2 separate regions of the Mus musculus genome follow, and region 2 is linked to region 1. A link is a contact called in public promoter capture Hi-C data. All regions are on one chromosome and are shown on one strand. The core of a region is the stretch at or near the end of the contact, and the rest is flanking DNA. Distances in the headings are between cores, read along the strand shown.

Region 1 (2,838 bases), core at 161-2,660:
CACAGATGGGTACAAACAAGGCAGGGAGGTGAAAGGGGAGGGAGTTGGTTGGAGGCCACAGATGATGTCAAGGACGGCTTTGTTCTATACCATCTCAGAATCGGGGCTCTTTGCCTGTAACTTGCAAACGGCCAAGTTACACCTGTGAGGAGACGGTAGTCTCTCCGGAATTGGCTGTTGATCAGGTTATCAGAGGTTTGCAGCTGTAGTCTGGCTTATAAAACTGAAAAAGTCACAGAGGCACAATTCCATCTAGTGACTTCACAGTGGCCTCCGGTCCCCGACTCTATTTCCAAGTGGTTTTGTTCAGTTCTACTCTCTCTATGAAGCCTTCGTTCCTTGACTGTGCCAGACTTCTCTTGTCCATGTGACACCAAAACTGAGACACACCTGGAAAGAGGGCTCGTCTGCCCGTGGAGAAACTGGCCTCTATCCGAGGAGCCTGTGGACACGTCTGTAATCCACGTTTTTGATTACTAATTGATTTAAGAGGGCCCAGCCCACTGTGGGCGGCAGCATCCCTTGGCTGTATAAGAAAGGCAGCTGCGGGAGCCAGCAAACGGGGACTCCTCTGTGATCTGTTTCAGTTCTTGCTTCCAGGGTCCCAACTGGGAGGCTCTTTCCCTGGCTTCAGTTAATGATGGACTATAATCTGTAACATATAAGCTGAAATCAACTCTTCCCTCCCCCAAGTTGCTTTCAGCCGTGGTATTTACCATAGCAACAGAAGAGCAGGCTGGCCCAGGCTGGTGGCACTGGTGGCTGAGAGGGCTTGCATGCCCATTGTACCACTAACCAAGGGGAGGAACGATTTTTTTCCTGGATGTTTCTAAGGAAATGTATAACCATGTTTCCCATTGGTCCATTCCATCTTGTCTCTCAAAGGAGAGCCAAGCGCTGAGACTGAGCCAAGCACAACTAGAGGAAGGTAGAATCGTGCCCCACAGACATGTGTCTGGAGTCCTGGGGGGGGGGCGTAGGAAAAGGGGGCCATCAGCACCATTACCTTCTCGCTTCGGAGAAGATCAGGGCAGCCGTTCAGTCATGAGAGAAAGCCTGCCTTGTATGTGATGGATGGTAAAGGTGGACCTGGGAGCCATGAAGGTCGTCTCCAACACAGGCACCCTCACCTTAACTAACTGCAGCTTTGGTGTGAGGGTGTGGGCAGAGTCCCCGCAGGTGTCTGTGGAACCTGAGCAGGTGCCAGCACAGCTCAGAGGCCCTACCTTGTCAGCAGGCATCCGCCCAGAGGGACCAATCAGAGGTCAGCGGTGGCGTAACGTGATCCAATGGGTCCGGTTTCCACTTCTTGTAACCTCGAAGGGCCCTGTGTGTCCTCAGGTGGGCAGCCGCAGGCGCAGTCCCAGCCTCCCAGTATGAATTATTCACCGCTCTATACTTTGGCCATCTAGAATCTCCACGGACCTTGATGCAGAGTGTCGCGCGTTGCAGGATCGCCAGGCACTGCGCTGCCCGGCTCCAGCAGAGTAGTGGTTACAACTGCTCTCCGCCACTCTCTCTACAAACACCATGGGATCCAAGGTAATGGGGCCGGAGGATGGAATCCTCTCTTCCACCAAGTCTAAGCGACAGTTCCTTCCATCCCCAGGCTTCCAAGGCAAGAAAGGACTGGGTTCGCACCTGAAATTTCGTACTTGTTGGGTGAAAATTTTTGTTTCAGGTGATCAAGTAGATGACGACTCTTCATCATCCAAGGGATGAGCTGCCGTTTAGAACCAAAGAGCGGGAAGCTAGAGTGGTCACTAGCATACCGTCCAGGGCTGGGACTATGGGACAAGGGTGGTTTCTGAGGACTTTAGGAGTGGCTGGCGTGGCAGGGGGATGGAAGTGTTCTCTTACTTATTCTTTTAGTGAGCCACGCAGGTAGCTGGTGGTGATTGTGTCAGCCTGGATACAGTGGTCACTGACAGTGACCCAGTGTTGGAGAAAACCATTACGATTGGTGCCTAGACATGTAGTGTCTGTAAGTTTTTTTATCCAGACTGCCTGGGTCGGCATTGGGAAGAAGCTAAAGAAACCAATGGCAGAGACAGCCTCAATGTAGCATGCTGCTTATGTACTTACAAGGGTGTTTTTTGGTTTTGTTTTGTTTTTTGTTTTCTGTTCGTTTTCTCCCCCCACCCCCTGCTCCTGAAGAATGATCTCAGCATGTCTGTTTAGAGAACAGGATTTATTGATGGATTGTCTCCTCCTGGATAACCAAAGAGGGTCACAGAAACACTGGGATACGTAGTCAGAGCTCAGTAACCACACACAGGAGCCTCCCACACCAGGAACTCTAGCCAGAGCCTGTCATGGATCCATTCAGCTAATTATCCATTTCTATAGCACCAAATACTGTTGCCTTGGCAACCAGCACTCACAACAGGCTTTGGCCTGAGGCCGCCCAGGTGTGTGTATGGGGATGGCTTTCTGTGCCATGGCTGCAAACTGGCTCAGGGTGCTGAGTGCAGGAAGTGGCTTCAGAGGGTGGGCATAGCCTGATTGCTTGGTAGAGGGGAGAGGGGTAGGCATGTCCTCAAAGAAGGTCATGGGTCGCTTTTAATGTTGTGGCGGCTGTGAGTGTGTGTGTATAAGAGAGTGTGTATGAGAGTAAGTGTGTGTGTATATGAGAGTGTGCGAGAGAGTGTGTGTGTGCATATGAGAATAAGTGTGAATGTGTGTGTGAGAGAGGGAGAGAGTATATGTGTGTGAGTGAGAGTGTGTATGTATGTGTAAGTGTGTGAGAAAGTGTGTGTATGCATGTGATGAAGTGTGAATATGTGTATTATAGAGTGTGTAAGTGTGAAGGTGTGTGTGAGCATGTGTGTGTGTGTG
Region 2 (3,052 bases), core at 476-2,975, 320 kb after region 1:
ATGTGTGCAGTTTCCTCTCTGAACCTTAGGTTTTGGTCCAGAAGTTGGAAGTGTGGGAAGAACGGGGAAAATTGAGGGAAAGGGACCGACCAGGCAACTCCTGGAGGCGGTGGGGTGTGAGGGGCTGTGGCTGCCCCGTCTCTCACTTGTGCCTCTGTCCCTGCAGGTGAGTCAGTGGCCAGCTCTATGCATTCCTCGCGCTACCCTAGCCCAGCGGAGCTGGATGCCTACGCGGAGAAGGTAGCCAACAGTCCCCTGTCCATCAAGATCTTCCCCACCAACATCCGAGTGCCGCAGCACAAGCACCTGAGCCGCACGGTCAATGGCTACGACACCAGCGGCCAGCGTTACAGCCCCTACCCTCAGCACACCGCCGGCTACCAGGGCCTTCTGGCCATCGTCAAGGCCGCCGTCTCCTCGAGTGCTCATGCGCCCGCCGGCCACCCCAAAAGCGTGCTCAAGAGTGTGGAGGGCAAGCGGACTAAACTGTCGCCGGCCACCGTGCAGGTGGGCATTGCGCCTTACCCAGTGCCCAGCACCCTGGGGCCCTTGGCCTACCCGAAGCCACCCGAGGCACCTGCACCACCGCCCAGCCTGCCTGCAGCAGCCACTGCCACCTCTGTGATCCCTCTGCCCGGCCGGGGCCTTCCCCTCCCCCCCTCCAACCTACCCTCTATCCATAGCATCCTGTACCAGCTCAACCAGCAATGCCAGGCCCCGGGTGCTGCACCAAGCGCCTGTCAGGGCGTGGCTGTGCCCCACCCCAGTCCAGCTAAGCATGGCCCAGTCCCCAGCTTTCCCAACCTGGCTTACTCGGCCACAGCCGGTCTGCCAGACTGCCGGAAGGGCACAGAACTGAGCCAGGGAGCCACCCCAGCCCTGACACTGGCTGGGGCCACCAAACCTGCAGGGTATGCAGAAGGTGGCCTGGATTACCTGCTGTGGCCACAGAAGCCACCCCCACCCCCACCCCAGCCGCTGCGGGCCTACAGTAGCAGCACCGTAGCCGGCAAGTCCCAGTCCCCAGAGATTTGTGGCGGGAGGGCCTTCGAAAGGGCCAACGGGTCGCCCCACAACTGCGGAATGGGGCTGCCCGGCAGCTTCACCGTGGGCCAGTACTTCGCTGCCCCTTGGAACAGTGTTCTGGTGACACCTACCAGTGACTGCTACAATCCAGCAGCTGCTGCCGTAGTGACAGAGCTGGCACCAGGAGCCGCCCGGGAGCTAGCCGGGCCTCCTGGAGACGTACTCTCGGGCCTGACCAGCAAGAGTGTGTGTAACACAGCGGTGCTGAGCAGCAGCCTCCAGTCGCTGGAGTATCTCATCAACGACATCCGGCCACCCTGCATCAAAGAACAGATGCTGGGTAAGGGTTACGAGACGGTGGCCGTGCCCCGGCTGCTGGACCACCAGCACGCCCACATCCGCCTACCTGTCTACAGATAAGGTCTGCCCTGCGGACACACGGACAGGGTGATGGGGGTTGCCAGGCCATAGCACAGGGCGGGAAGCTAGCAGGGCGCCCCGCCCGCCCTGTGTCCACGGGGAAGCCAGGCTGGTTACCTCCTCACTTCAGTGGGCAGGCGGGTTGACCTCACACACCAGGGCTTCTTTCCTCTCCCGCTTGCTGCCCCAGGCAGCAGGGAGGGTCCCAGGCTGGCCACGAGGCTCCTTCATCTTTCATCCAGGCAGGGAAAGAGGACCTTCTGCCAACAAGAAGTTCCTTCTGGGTCTCCAGCAGAGGGCGCTCCAGTCATCCCGTGTCATACACGGGGTCTCTATCCACAATCTCCCAGTCCCTGGGTCCAAAGTGCCCCACCCCACCAACTAATCCAGGTGAAGACCGCCCTGACTCCACACCCCCAGAGGTCTCAGGACTACCCCCCCCCCGTTCCTGCTGACTCTCCCCCTACCCACCCACCCTCCCTACTAGGAATCACGCCCAACCTACCCGGTACGCCCCAGACCAACCTCTTCTCCATCCCTACACTACATCTCACAGGGCTGCTGGGAACAGTTGGTGCGTTGCACAAGGGCACCTTGCCCAAGGAGACTCCACACACATCCTAGATTTGTGTATTTATTACAGTTGTCTGCATTTCAAGGAAGGGACACTATCTTCCTATTCGCACAAAGATGTCACGGGGGGCTAACAAGGGACCTGTAAATTCAGGCTCCATTCACAAGGACGGTCTTGCCTTCTTCGCATCTCTGGGTCTCCTGGGGACCAGTGGGAGGGTGACCTGGCTGTAACTGGAATACCCAATCCAGCTCCCGTTCTCATTCCCCCCACCCCCACCGCACTGCTGCGGGGCGTGGGGAAGAGAGAAGCCCAGGAAGTCCTCAAGGCCTGCAGTCCCCGGGCCCTGCCGGCCCCAGGCGCTCCGGAAAGCGGTACTGTATCTCGCCAAGGCCTGTCTGAGCACTAAGTGCATTTACAAAGCTCTGAGAATGTTTTTTTTATACTAAAATTGACCATTATATTCTACTGTGAGAAGTGCAGTCTGTCTGCACTATATTGTTTTAAAAACGAAGAGAAAGAAAAAAAACGGAAAACAGATGGTGTCTCAGCTGTGGGTTTGCTGTAAGGCTGTTCTCTCTCTCTCCCTGGCTTCCCCCACCTCAGGGATCCACGGGAGGGCACCCCAAGGAGCCCTGTGGGGACAGAGTGGGGTGGCATGCAGGGTGAGCTATGCCCAACTTATTACAAAGCTCTTCAAGATAAATGCTATCCCGTGTCTATGTGTCAGGCCCGTGGTCCATCCATAGGGGCAAAATCAATCCTGAGCCCAAGCCCTGGTGGCTCTTTTCGGTGCTGAGGTGGCTCTGAAAACTCCCCATTGGAAGTCCATCTCTAGATCCTGTTGTCATCCTCCCAGATTAAATGGTTGCCATGTAGCTGAGAACAGGCTAGCCATCGCCCTGGCCGGCATGGATTATGCAGGCTGACACCTGGCATATACCCATACCCTGCCAGTCCTGTTATTGGAACTTGTCATTCACTAGGGACCAGTCATACCTCCTAAAGACTCACAACGCCCTTGTAAGGTAG

The links. Promoter capture Hi-C pulls out the DNA fragments that hold promoters and counts their contacts.
Region 2: a contact with region 1 is called in a promoter capture Hi-C map of stem cell-derived epiblast-like cells, with 2.4 times the contacts expected there. The contact joins the enhancer-like site here to the promoter of Myo1h in region 1. A contact is called at or near these places in 6 of 39 promoter capture datasets (the 3T3-L1 cell line, embryonic stem cells, hippocampal neurons and 2 more), 1 of 15 datasets of contacts at CTCF or cohesin (the NIH/3T3 cell line), 7 of 484 Hi-C or Micro-C datasets (the G1E-ER4 cell line, cortical neurons, embryonic fibroblasts and 4 more), 3 of 115 datasets of contacts at active chromatin or transcription factors (embryonic basal ganglia, pancreatic cancer cells and stem cell-derived neural progenitor cells) and 1 of 9 other capture datasets (embryonic trunk).

Annotation. Positions count from the first base shown.
Region 1 is chr5:114,287,843-114,290,680 of GRCm38.p6, forward strand. Myo1h (myosin 1H) reads left to right here and starts at 1,411. Exons shown (of 32, transcript NM_001164573.2): 1 at 1,411-1,542.
Region 2 is chr5:114,610,661-114,613,712 of GRCm38.p6, forward strand. It overlaps Fam222a (family with sequence similarity 222, member A), which reads left to right. Exons shown (of 3, transcript NM_001004180.1): 3 at 167-2,558. The coding sequence ends at 1,446. Among named protein-coding and RNA genes, the nearest start is that of Gm34844, 15 kb to the left of the region's middle. Within about 2 kb of position 1,726, at least 6 of the 459 cell types and tissues checked have an H3K27ac peak or open chromatin away from gene starts, as enhancers often do. A contact at or near this core is called in stem cell-derived epiblast-like cells, where this site is marked.